Linked DNA regions of Ovis aries: region 2 is linked to region 1. The links are chromatin contacts, called in public Hi-C maps. All regions are on one chromosome and are shown on one strand. The core of a region is the stretch at or near the end of the contact, and the rest is flanking DNA. Distances in the headings are between cores, read along the strand shown.

The links. A called contact is a pair of places that touch in the nucleus more often than the background predicts.
Region 2: a Hi-C map of muscle shows a contact between it and region 1, with 3 times the contacts expected there. The contact joins the promoter of LARGE1 here to the enhancer-like site in region 1. A contact is called at or near these places in 2 of 16 Hi-C or Micro-C datasets (muscle and skin fibroblasts).

What each region holds. Positions count from the first base shown.
Region 1 is chr3:177,913,703-177,920,375 of ARS-UI_Ramb_v3.0, forward strand. The region is part of intron 3 of LARGE1 (LARGE xylosyl- and glucuronyltransferase 1); the gene reads right to left. Among named protein-coding and RNA genes, the nearest start is that of LARGE1, 100 kb to the right of the region's middle. Within about 2 kb of position 2,504, at least 20 of the 54 cell types and tissues checked have an H3K27ac peak or open chromatin away from gene starts, as enhancers often do. A contact at or near this core is called in muscle, where this site is marked.
Region 2 is chr3:178,019,810-178,027,052 of ARS-UI_Ramb_v3.0, forward strand. It overlaps LARGE1 (LARGE xylosyl- and glucuronyltransferase 1), which reads right to left and starts at 1,386. Exons shown (of 18, transcript XM_060414116.1): 1 at 273-1,386.

The sequences.
Region 1 (6,673 bases), core at 1,254-3,753:
ATTTGCCCCCTCCAGTCTTTCTCCAGGCTGCTGCTCAAGATGCACACTGTCTAAAACCCATACGTCTATTGAAAACCTTCATGGGATGCACCCTCCTCTGCACTGAGGTCCACAATACCCCACACTGATACGATAAATGCACTTGTCAGTTTCACCACTCTGGACTATACACTCCTTGAAGGCAGGAGACCTTGATCATCACTGCATCTGTAGCAGGCTCTTACTTAGTCCCTGGAAACACAATGGTGAAGACATCAAACAAAAATCTCTGCTGTCTTGAGAGCCTACTCTGCCATAGGGTTCTCTAACTGCTTTGTGTTGGCTGGCAGGCATTGTGGTAAGAGCACAGACTGGATTTAAAAGAGAATTCTAGCTTTGTTTATAAATGCTATCACTTATTACATAGGCATGACAATCTCAGTGGTCTTCTCTAAGTTTCAATCTCTTCATCACAAAGTAGAAAAAAACAGAAGCTATTGGAGACTATTATAGGTTTACATGAGATGATGTATCCAGAATAGGCTTGGAACAGTGCCTGGCACACAGCAGGTGCCTACTAGTTTATGTCCCCATCCCTAAATTATAAACTACCAGAGAGTGGGGGTGGGTCATACCTGACACTACTCTTTTTTTCCCCACACCATGCATTGGTTGTAAAGACCATGTCTGATAAATGTCTGTTTGACTAACTGGGTAGTAAAGACCTCCACGAAAGTGAGCCAAAGGTATCTAAGAAGCTTTCTTTCCAACCACCTGCACAAAGGAAGACTAAGAGCATGTGAGGAAAACAGAGTAGAAATTAACAGGCACAATTACTCCAAAATGATGCCATGTGCCTTCTCTGACCCCAACCGATGAGTTTCTGTTTGGTAAAGCCCACATATCTCCTAGCAGGCAGGTGTGTGTGTGTGTGTGTGTGTGTGTGTGTGTGTGTACATGTGTATGTACACATAAATGCTTATATCAAAGTGGCTCAATTTCAATGCATTACTAGAAATGCTCAACAGTCATAAGCATGATGAATAAGAAAGAAAATGAGAAAAAGGGAGTGAAACAGAAGACGACCCACATGATTCAGCACTTACAAACTGTACAGGAAGGAAATGCAAAATGAGAAACAGCGATGCTCCAATTCCCCAGGTACCATTTAAGAGAATTTTTTTAGGTAACAAAAGTCTTACTGTTTATATTGCTAAAACATTTAGTTTTAACTATGCAAAAAGATGCTTCCCTGATCTTATAATCAATATAATAAATATATCCTAAATTTTTCTTAATGATCCCAGTTAATCATGTATCCCTTACCTTGACATGGTGCCTGGCAAAGGAACTGTGCAGCACTAAATTTTACTTAAGCTTCAATGGCATTAGGTGTGCCCTTGGGAGTTACAAAGAGTCCTACACAGTAGATCTACTTGACCTTATAGTTGTGGACACAGCTTTCCTGGCACTTTTCCGAGAGGTCAGACCCACTCGTCTCTCATGTTTCTGACCAGCTTCTCGAGCTCCTCTTTCAAAGACACCATTATGTTATATTCTCTAGCTGAAGAATTCAAACCTGAAGCCAGTCGGTGTAGCGTAGAAGTCCTTCAGGCTGTCAGGAATTCACTGGTTTCTCCTCTCCCCATCACAGGTAGGCTCGATCTTCCCTAACTCCTGGAAGTGAACAGTGCCTGGGTGACTAGCTCTGGCCACTGAACTAGGAGCAGAAGTCTTCAAGAGCCAGAACATGACTCCTCAGGTTCCAGCTTCCTCTGGCCACTGTGAGCTCTGACATTCGAGTGCTGGGACCCGCCTGGGACCCAGAAAGCAACATAGGGCAGGACCTCATCCTCCACATACACACACCCACCACAGATGGAACTGTTAATATGAGTAAGAAATGCATCTCTGTTATTTAAACCACAGAGATTTGGGGGCTGTTAGTATAAATAGCATAACCCGATCCATCCTGATAAATATAAATGGTATATTAAAAAAAATAACAAGAACATGAGTCATCAGCCAAGAGGCCTTCCCATGAGAAAACTGCATAAGCTTATATTCAGACCATGACACACACCTTGGCTGCCCAAGGGGTGCGTGTGTGTGTGTGTGTGTTTGTGTGTGTGTGTAAATACATCCACAGAACCAGAGGGCACCTGTCACTGCCGCTTCCCTGCAGTGCAAGTCTACTAGGAGCTCTAAGCTGCCCAAAGACCCAAGGATAGAGACCATGTCTTTTCCTCTTGTCTTCCCAGAACCTACTACACTGCCTGGTACAGAGTAAAGGTCAATACATATTCATCTCAGTTAACCCTCTTGCTGGATATCAAGAAAGAGAAAATCTTTATGACAACTTGCCCAAGTTTACATGAAGCTTGTCACTAGAGAAGGAATTAGACCCAGCCATCCTTCTACAAGAACAGAGCTCCACCCACCTCATCGGTGAGGTCCGATGACATGGCGTGTCCCCTGTCCTTGCCCTCTATGTGAGGACAGAGCCAGTGACTCATGCCTAGAGACACTGTGACCACGGACAGATGCGTCTGCCCAAAGCCAACAGCACCCTCTGTCCTCTTTGGCCTTCCCCTTAGACAGGGAGGAATTTTCTGGCCAGGTCCACTGGTGGGCAGAGCTTTTTTTGCAGCCCTTTGGGTCAAGATATCCTTGTTCCAACTGAGTCATCAGTACTTCATGCTCCCTGTCCTGATTAAAGGGCAGATCTTGGTACAAGACTTTACAGTTACCCCAGGGCATCCCACGACCCATGACAATGCATTCTTTATCTGCATTAAGTACATTACCTAACAGTGAACAAAAACTGCAGCCAATTACTGAGTGTTCACTAATTTCAAAAATGCCATTATACTGTGTACTGGGCTAGGTACTTCACTTATACAATTACCCCATCTAATCCTTAGAATAGTCTCATAAGGTAGATATTATTACCCTCACTTCACAGACTAGAAAACAACAGAACCAAAAGTTCATGTCACTTGTCCCATGAGACATACAGTCCCCTGAATCTTGCTAGCATTTTATTGACTGATGTTTCTTTGTTATATCTATTTCTCTGAGTCCATGACTTACCTGTTCATCTCTATTCTTTCACCTATAAACATGAATTGAGAGCGTGAGGCACTCCTGTTCCCATTTTTATGCTTCCGGTGGTTGACCAGTAAATGGGTAACTTAACGACTAAGCATCCCAGGCAGCTCTGCAAGAGCACCTTGCAGAGAACGCTGGCCTTTGCTGCACGAAACTATGGAGGGGCCCTAAAGGAAAAACATCATAAAGGAACATTCCAGAGGCCAGTTTGCTCATTTCAGAATTGGGATATTTGTCTGGTCTCCAGGCACTGGGTGGGGACAGAGACAGAGGAGAAAGCCCACCTGGTTCTTCCCACCACCGGTCCATCCCAACTCCAAAAGGGACTGGATGCTGCTAATCTCCCCCGCTGCAATTAGTGAGAACAAAGGAGCAGGTGCTGGTGTGGGGGAGCATCATGGTGTGGAGGAAGCGGCTGGGAATGCGAGACAGGAACTGCCACTCTTGAGGGAGAAGACAGAGCAGGAGGGTTAGGAGATTATCAGAACAGAGCTGGGGAAGGCCAGAGCTGAGGACCCAAACCCCGCCTGTCCCACACCTTGATTCCAAGGACAGACAGACCTGCTATCCAGGACATCCTTAATACACAGACATAGCCATTTCTCTCTCTCTCTCTTTTTTTTTTTACAGCTTCTTTTTAATTTCTATTAAATCCTGATTTAAAAAAAAGATCCCCTTGGGCTTCCCTGGTGGCTCAGTGGGAAAGAATCCACCCGCCAATGCAGGAGCCTTGGGTTCAGTCCCAAGGTCAGGAAGATTCCTTGGAGGAGGAAATGGTAGTTCACTCTAGTACCCTTGCCTGGGAAATCCTATGAACAGGGGAGCCTGGAGGGCCGCAGTCCAAAGGGTCATAAAAGGGTCTGATGTGAGTTAGTGATTAAACACCATGACAACGAAAATCCCCTATCTGCTGTGATACAAACTTGGTGGCTTAAAAGAACAGAAACTTACTCTCTCACAGCTTGAGAGGCCGGAAATCCAAACTTGAGGTGTCACAGGGCTGTGCTAGCTCCAGGGGAGAATCTGCTCCTCGCCTCTCTCAGCTCCTAGAGACTGCCAGCAGCCTGTGTCTTGGCGCCTACACGGCTCCAATCTCTGCCTCTGGTCACCTCGCCTTCTCCTCTTTGGTGTGTGAGTATTTCCCTCTGCCTCCCTCTGATAAGGACACAGGGGATTGCACTTAGGGTCCACTCCTCCCCCATCAGCCAGAATTATCTCCCATGGGCTTTTCCTTATTTTTCAAATAAGGGACCATTTACAGGTTCCAGGGACTACGACCTGATGTATTTGGGGGACGTTTTTTCATCCTGCTACAATTCTCATCTTACCTAATCTTAAAGAAAATCATATAGGTAACCTTTCAAAACAAATGAGGAAGAAGCATAAAGCTAAAATATCCAAGCTGAGAGTAGCCTTGGAAATCAGCAAACTACTGTTTCCTCCAACAAAAAAGACGAAGCCGGAAGTGAAAGTGATTTGCTTTCACTTTCAGAAGACTCACCCTACTAGCACACAAGAGCTATTTCAATTCACAGCTTCTCCCAGGGCATTTAAGAGAGTTCCTTGAAAATAGTAATCTATCACCCTCTCTCCCTCCCCACCCAGAAAAACACATCTTGCATAAAATTTGGAACCCATCTACTATATAAAAAGAGCCACATCTCTACAAAGAGATTGTTGTTGCTGTTTAGTCACTGAGTCGTGTCCGGCTCTTTCTGCAACCCCAGGGACTATAGCCTGCCAGGCTCCTCTGTCCCTGGGATTTTCCAGGCAAGAATTCTGGAGTAGGTTGCCATTTCCTTCTCCAGGGGATCTTCCTGACCTAGAGGCCGAATCTGAGCCTCCTGCACTGGCAGGTGGGTTCTCTACCACTGAGCCATCAGGCAAGCCCCTACAAAGGAATGCATGCATGCTTAAGTCACTTCAGTCGTGTCCAACTCTGGGTGACCCTGTGGACCACTCCCCTGTCCATGGGGTTCTCCAGGCAAGAACACTGGAGTGGGTTGTCATGCTCTTCTCCCGGGAATCTTCCCGACCCAGGGATGAAACCTCGCATCTCTTATGTCTCCTGCATTGGCGGGCAGGTTCTTTACCACTAGCGCCACCTGGGATATCATTTACCAAAAAAAGCAATCTCTGAGTTAGCTCAGCAGATTGGAGATAAAAAGTTCAAGTGTCCTGGGCTGGGTTCACATCTGGACCATGTGAACTCAGACACGGTGGCTGATAAGGGGACCACAAGAGATGGCTGATGACAGGAGGACTGAGATGGGGGCTGCTCCTGGAGAAGGCAAGCTGGCATCGAGGTGCACCACTGCCTGGAGCAGCGAGCACTGAGCCATGCCACTGTGAAGGAAGCGGCATCCCCTGCCCTGGCTCTCAGAGGTCAGGGAGCATCAGCCACTTGGACAGCTGTGTTGAAACAGATTACTGGGCCCTGTCCCCAGAGTTTGCACTTCTGTAGATCTCGGGTGGGGCCCAGGAATCTGCATTTCTCTTTTTTTTCCCCTTAGTTGAAGAATGTGGGAACTTAGTCCCCAACCAAGGACCGAACCCGAGCAGTAGAAGTATGGTGCCCTAGCCATCGGGCCACCACCAGGGGAGTCCCAAGAACGTGCATTTCTAACAAGTCCCCAGGTACTGGTGAGGCTGCTAGGAGCAGCGAGGGAGGAGAAAAGCAGGAAAGCAGGGTTCCTAAATGGAACTCAAGGGATGAATGTCAGAGACAGTCCCAGGAGAACCCTTAACGTCCTGAGGGACGAGAAGACATAGAGTGGCAGAAAGGGACAAGGGTGAGGCTCACCGATAGAGCAGAGGAGGGAAGATGAAGAACTCTGTAACTGACATGTTGAGTATAAAGCTGCCAGTGGGACAGGTGGGATGATACATCTGTGCCCCAGGGGGGTGAGTTCATAGATGAGAAAAAGCCACAGAACCCAGGGATAGCCTGCCTTTGAAAGGCAGGACCGGATGGAAGCTCTCAAGAGTAAGCTGGATCTCCAGCGAGCCCTCTTCCAAAATCACAGAGAGGTCTCTGCTGAAGGAGGTGCCAGTGTGATGAGATCAGCAGGCCAGTTCAGGAAGGGTAAGGACGGCAGCGAGGTCATTTAGACGTGACAACCAGGCTGCCAGTGGTACACAGAGCAGCGTGTGGGACTGAAGCCAGACGCTGGGGGCCGAGACGAGAAAGTCAGTTCCTTCTCTGCAAGCTCTTCTTTTGTGATGACGGTGGGTGCAGAAGGAAGCAGGGTTGAGAGACAGAGTTTTATATCTTTACAATGAGGAGCCATTCTCTGCAGAGACAAAAGTCATCCAGAGAGAGATGGAAGAGGTAAGCAAGAGAAGTGATGTGGATGGCCTGAGTGCCAGGAATCAGCGAAACAAGTGAATGAAAACTCTGGAGGTGCCGAAATGCCAGCACCCAGCATTCCAGGGGGTTCCCAAAACAATTACGTGTGTTTCTAAATCCCCAGTTGCTGAAGCAGTACTTGGTGCCGATGGCACCCTTAGTAAAGGATCACTGAATGAATGTAAGAATGCTAGAATGAGAGAAAGCAGAGCCTTCTTTGATCACGTAAAGAGG
Region 2 (7,243 bases), core at 136-2,635, 100 kb after region 1:
CGGGAAATTCCTCCTTGCTCCCAGTTAGCCCGAGAGCCTAGGAGGAGGGCAGGCCCGGGGACGAGTCCTGCAAGACTCCAGAAACTCGGCGACTTCTCACTCCAGCCTCTCCAGGGCTCTGGGCCCAGGCGGCAGAGGGTGTTCCCTCACTCCCTCCCTCTTCTCCAGCATCCTGAGTACAGGGAGTACCAGCCACAGGTCGGGAGAACTTGTCCGGCGCCGCTCACCAGGGAGCCCCCGCGCTGGCTCTCTCGCACCCCCGGGGTTCCTACCTTGGCCGCGACTGCCGCTGGGCAGAGGGAGACCGCGGAAGAGCCGGGTGGCGCGGAGGCGCCGCCGCCTACGAGGCGCAGGGGTTCCGGGTCGGGGTCCCAGCAGGCGCTGCCGGAGTCCGAGCGGCGGTGCCAAGCGCAGACTTCGGGGCAGCCCCCGCCTCCGAAGGCGGCGGGAAGGGTCCTGGCCGCCCGAGCTGAGCACCGTTTCTTCTTCTCCCTTGGGCACTGCTGCCTGGGGCTGCTCCCTGCCCCCCGGACTCTTCCGAGCCGGGGGCGCCCCGCATGGGATGGGGTCTGGGTCTGCCAAGGGCTGACTCCGGGGAGGTGGCGCTGGGGAGAGACGCGGGGCGGCCGCCGGGGCCGGCTCCACCTCCCGCGCTCCCCGGGGCCGCTTCGCCCCTTCAGGGCAGGGCCTGCCCGCTCCCAGCCCGGCCGGGCGAGCGCAACCGCGCCCCCAGCTTCGGGCGCCTGGGCTCCCGCGCGGCGGCGGAGCGGCAGCAGTCGGGCCGGGCCGGGCGCCGAGAGCTCGGCGGCGAGGGGCTGCAACCGGCCGCGGCGCCCCCTCCCCCCGGGCCTGCGCCGCCCGCCCGCGGCTCCGCGGTAAGGAGACGCTGGAGAGGGCCTCGCCCCGGCCTGGGGCGCGGGGCCGGGGGCGCGGGGCCGGGGGAGGCGCCCCGGGAAGGTCACCGGAGCGGAGGCGGGGCGCAGAGCTGTGGGTGCGGGGAGCCGAGGCGGGCGGCCCCGCTGCCTCCGGGAGCGCTCGCCGGCCTCGGCCGCCGCCGCCGCCTACGAAACGCGCCGGCTTCGCCGAGCGCCCGGCACTCGAAGCTGGGCGGTCGCTGCAGCCGCCGCAGGCAGCCGGGCGCCGCTGGCCGGAGCCGGCGCGCGATCCCCGCCTCGTGCGCCGGACCAGGCGGGGGCTGCCGCGCGGGGCCCGGCGGGGGTTCGGACGGGCGAGCGCTGGGGTCCGGGATCCGGGCTGGCCCCGCCGCCGCGTGCCCAGGGCGCCGGGCTCGCTCAGCAGCTGCAGTGACTGTGTGTCTGTGTCATGTCTGTGCAGCTGGGGGGGACCGCGAGCCCCGGCCGGGCTCCGAGCGGGGGCGGGGCCAGTGCCCGCCTCGGCGCCCGCCTCCACCCCGTGACGGCGGGACCGGCCAATTGCAGGCGCCTCAGCCTCACGGACCTAGCGGCCGCCCCCTGCCTAGGCTCCGCCCCCGGGCGAGGCTCCTCCTTTCTACTTCTTCTGCTCTCTCGCACGCAGGCGGAAGCAACACCCGGAGCCGGGATTCTGGCCCGGGCCGAGATGAAAGGGTGCAAACTGGGAGCTCCCCGCCCTTCTCCCTCCCCAGCCGGGCCGCTCCCGGCCGCCTCGGGCTTGGCGAGCCTCGCGGAAAGAGGGGGAAGGGAAGCGGGACGGGTCCGCAGCTGCTGCTGTAGAGACTCCTTGCAAGCTCACAAGGCCGTGCAGCCTGTCCACGCCTGCTTGTACAAAGCAGCCGTCGTGGGAAGTAGGAAGTTTCCCTGCCTCCACTTCTACTCGGGTCGCCGCTCTTCTCGAAGGTGGGCAGGATATGGGACAGGCTGAGGCTGCGAGAAGCCACGTTGAAGGGCTTTGACAGCATCATTTGGAGCTACGTATTCGAGAATCCGGTCCAAGGCTCCCTATTCTTTCGGGGAAACTGCATTTCTTTGCGCCCCTTCCCCCCCTCCCCCCCACGCTACACACACAACCCATGCAAGCACAACACGCCCCCTCCCTGTTCTGATTTCATTCTTGCTCTTTCCCTCTCGGCGCAAGAATCCCGAGCGCAGGATCCCATTGAATGGACTTCCAGACTCCCAATCCTAAAGACCAGCGTGGGTCGCCGAGACTTCTCTATAGGAAGGAAAGGGTGAAATCGGCTGGGCTGGGGGTTGAGGGGAGGGGGGTGGTGAGGGTGGCTGGAACGTGGAGGCCCGGAGAGAAAACCCAGAGACGGAGAAAGCAGAGAGACAGGGAGAAGGATGGACAACTCTGGGAGCCCGGAGCTCCGGCGCGCAATCCAGCTCCTGGGTTTTTCCTCAGCTCGGTCCCAGGGCTTCTGGGGTCCCCTTCCCCCAGGGTCCCCACCGCTCCCCCGCCGGGTGGGCAACCGGGTCTCTGCCTCGCCTCCGCGCGGCGCTCTCTTAGCCTGGGTTTCAGAGGAGGCAGCGGAAAGCCCACCCTAGTTCTTGGAAGAGGCAAGGAAAGGAGGCAAATAAGAAAGTGCAAGGGTGGGGAAGGGAATGGGTGCGTAAGGAAAGGACGCCGACGCCGAGCTCAGGGTGCTGCGCTGACCACATTCCCCAGAGGTCAGGCTGGGGACCCAAGGGCTCCGGAGGTTTGTCCCTTGCTCGGCTCGGGAGCTGACTCCTGCCTCAGTAACCAGAATCATCACCAGGACCCTTCCCCCTACCCTCCCCTTTCTTTCCAGCCTCTTTTAGCAACGACTCCCCAACCCACCCACCCCAACTTACACCGCGAGCAACACCACCACCCGCTCTTGTCCAGCTCCGGAGCGCAGTTTACCTAATCTCTGTGGCACACCGAGCCGAGGAGAATGCTAAAAGAAGGTAGTGGTTGCACAGCAGCGGCGCCGGCGAAGGAGTAAAAAACGTTTGCATTGGAGCTTTGGGATAAGTTAACTACGAAGCTGGGGTCCTGCTGTCTTATCTCCGCGGGGACGAGTCTGACCCTGCACATTTGCAGGGATAGGAGATCTCTGGTTTTGATGCCATTTAATGTCGGAGAACATTAAATGATAAAATATTATCTAATATCCTTAGAGGCCATTAAAGTGTCAAAGTTTAATGCCAAGCCTTTTAGCTCGAAAGCTGCTCCTTTCTTCCTGTGACGTGCAGCTCTGTTCTAGAACTCGCTGAAAACAAGGGGATCGTTTTTCTTGCGGCCGACTGTCCTTGGTTTCTCCTACTCCCCCCTAGTCCAACCCTCGCCTCAGAACCGGGTAAACTTAAGGCAAGAATTTGGGCTTTCTTTTTATTCATTGCTTTGCTTCAATTCATTAGTGGTGTAAAATACATTATTACATTAGCATATGAATAAGAGTAATGTGACTGACAAAGGAGAGACCTGAAATTTACAAGCGAAGGGGAAAATAATAGAATGACATCAGAAACTAAAAGATAAGCATGTGGGAAATAAACATCTCCATTATAATTACCCCCAATGTAGTGCATTCTTGAGATTGGATTTTAGAAGGAAAAATATGACTATGGTAGGGGAGGGAATAATAGTCACCTTGATCAGTAACGTACATTCATTATTCAGAGATTTCACAAAAATTATTTGCATCAGTCAGTAAGCACCTTAAACATGTAAAAGCTTTCCTCTCAATTCAGTTTTGCAGTGTTTTAAAGTCAGTGGAATATCTAATACTGTAAACGATAGGAATGTTGCCAGACTGAATTATTCCACAAACTGAACCCCTTCTGTTAGTTAATATCACGTCAAACCCCACATTTGAAGAATTCCTTCGCCCCTCCAGTGGGAGATTTTATCTATACCTGTATCTATATCTTTATCTCCAAAAGTAGGATGTACTTGCCTATGAATTATAGCCCTTTGACATAAACCAGATATAAATGTCTTCAAAGGATTTCAGCTATGATATAGTATGAGGAATGCAGAATAGAATAGGAAGGTGATATATCTGTTATTTCTAAGGAATCTGCACTGCTTTTGCTAAGAGCTGAGAATTGAAAAAAATATTGAGCCCTCTAAACCGACTGTTATCTATTTATCTCCATACTGTTATCGCACCTGTCACAGGAGAGATTCAAAAAGGTCTCTTTTCAAAAAAAAAAAAAAAAAAATCAGGGTCAAGGAGATCTAATCATAAGAAACCTATTTCAAAACAGCCACTAGGGGGCCCTAAAAGCATCTCAAAGAGGAAGGAGAAAAACCTGTTGTCACCTCTGTTTTTCCAGGTCTTATTTTCTGGGTACTAATGAAATTGGAATCTAAAAACAAGGTAGGAGCATGGTGCAAAGTTTGGAGGCAAACTGAGCATTACGTCTTAAAAGACCAGAGTCTCATTTTGACTGCTGAGTGAAGAATATGTGCCCCACTCTGCTTACCTCCAAAAAATATAACAGTAAAAGGAATATGGCATTCATTGAGACGAAAGTGGCCAGATAGTCTTACCCACATTAAGTCGACTCAGTTATTTTTACTGTTCCAAATAGAACCTCCCTTCTAAGACTGTAGGGCTGTTTTCTGAATGCTTTGAATGTTCAAGTGATAGGTAGCAAGATGAATGAATCCTCACAGGGGTGACATGCAAAAACTTTAAGCAACCTGTACAGCAGAACATCCACCGGCCAACTTATGGAAAGCCAGCTAGTCATAGGGGCACTAGCAATAACCAAAGTCCTGGAAGTGAGGCTGGAGATAGAAGGTCCCCAGGCTGAGAAGATGAAAACTGTCCCCTGTGGACAGACACTCCAAGATAAAGGTGATGACAGGAGTGAGGAAGAGCTGAGTCCTGCTTGAATAAAAGATAAAGAAACCGTGTATTTCTCATTCTCCAGGTCAAGGAGACTTCCTCGACTACACATGCGCAGAAAGTCTCCTTAGGGGTCAAAAGGGAGGGGTGCCACCCCATAAGGGATGTTGTCAACCTTCCCATAGGCCTCTGTGCTGGAATCCTTCTTGGCTAAAAGATATGCATGCATGCCAAGGAGGGACCTAGGACAAGTCAGATGTTGTGAAGGTAATGAGGTAATTGGCCAAAGGGAAACACAGGCCCAGAAGAAGTACTCTATGTAAGTAATGGTCACCTCTCTGGGGCACTCCTCCCCACTAGGGAGGATGCCTACACCCTTTTCTCTCCGGGTGTGCATTTCTGCCTTGCTTCTGTCTTCAATAAACTATTTCTCTGTGCCCTCTCCAACTTGTTAGGCTATGTCTCTAATAACAAACTTTTTACTTGTTTTTACAGTTTTTGCTTCCTTGAAACATTTTTGCTTTCAAATGGAGCAAAAGCCAGGGAAACTTTGCCTCTGGCCTGTAACCCTTGCTGGTCTAGTGGCTAGGATTTCTGGTTTTTTCACCCAGGCTTCCTAAGTACATTGCCTGGGCAGGGAACTAAGATTTCGCTCCAAGCCATTGCTCACTTCTATCTCCTCGAGATCAGAAGAACCTGGAAGGCCAGGTGTTAAGTCTTTAGTGGATTTAATGGTAAAATTTTAGAGGTGGGAGGAATATGGAGATTCCTTGGGGGAAAAACAGTGGCTGCTGGGGTGTGAGGCAGGGTATAGCAGGAATGGTGTATGGCGGGGAGCTTACCTCTGGAAACACTTAACAGCCAATGTGGAAGTGTTTCAATATTTTAACAAATAATGTTTTATTTGTCAAAACAGCTGAATATCAGCCTGACCATATATAAAGTTGCCCCAAATTTTTCCTAGACTTTAATATCTAGCAATCACGTTTTCAAGGCTTCCAAATCCTTAGCTGTCACATAATGTATTTCCCACATCTTCCCAGTAAATAAGGTTAAGATTTTATGAGGATCAAGAATCAAACGGCACTCAGGTTGCACATATATGGAGAAGCCTGATTATCCTTTAATTAACCAGTACTGTAGAAATAGTCTGCTGATACAACAGATGTCCTCTCCAGATACATTTCAAGTGTAAGTTTAAGCACCATTTGTGACACTCTTCTGTCACTGAAGCCAGTATTCAAAAGACATTCCTGAGCCAAACAAAATGCCTCCATCAAGGATAAGCAGGGAACAAGCTACTTGCTAGCTGAAGAATTAAAGAGCATTGCAAAAGCCACCAAATTAACACTAATGGAAGTGTGATTTGAACATAATTTCACAAAAAGCAAAGCAAGTCTAGAACTGAAACATGAGACAGGGAATGGGCATGAAGTCTTTCTTAGTGGAATGGAAAATAGTTTGCTTTTCCATCATCATGTTCATTAAGTAGGTAAGGTACAGGTATTCTCAAAATAGCATTATTAACATCCAGAAAACTTGCCACTGGAAGCCTCAGAGCCAGCTAATGAGAACAAATTTGGTTTTAGATGGAGAATCCTATTGTCTTTAGGAGAGAGAGTTTATTCACTCACTGACTGTGAACATCCATTAGAGGAAAACCTTGTCAGGTATATAGCACCCTGATCACCTTATGACAAACTGCTCAACTGGGAACCCAAAGCCCCTCTGAAGACAGGAAGGAAACATCAGTGCTAAAGAGACGAATTTAAAGTACAAGAGTAACAATGGTCCTTTACTTAGGCACTAATTCATTATCCTTGAATTGTTTTAAGATGGAATGGAAAACACCCCACACTATTACTGTGGGTCATTACAAATGTGCACTTGAAATAAGAGAATAAAAGAATAAATTTTGTGGAAAGTCCTAATATACCCTTTTATCCACTGAGTTTAGATTAAATCTAGAGGCAGTTATAAACAAGACCTTCCTCAGTATTAAAGTGTTTTTCCTCAGTTTTAGACTCTAGGGAGCTTCTGACTGAATCTGCTTTCTGGCCTTGATGATAGGTTTTTGAGAAAAATAATTAACTTTTTTAAAGAGGGAAATTTTTTTTGAACTTTTGGAAGGGAGAAGTATAGGAAAATTTATTATCACTTGTAATATAGATGATGACAAAGTGAAATAAAATACTAGATTTTTTTACAATTTGCATCTCAATAAAATACATTTGGGTTTAAAAAAAAAGATAAAGCACAGAGTGAGTTTTTCTCCTGAGATCATGGCCCCCATAAAGATAAGGGGACCTCAAGCTAACGGATCACAAGACCCTCAAAAGAAGCAAAAAAATAAAAAATCAAACATTGGTAAAGAAATTGAAGTCCTGAAATAAAAGATGATAGCACATGCCTTTGGGGACTTTTAAGCAGAAAACCTCTGTTTAAGAAGCTGTCATAGTTGTGTGGGTATATTTTATCAGGTCC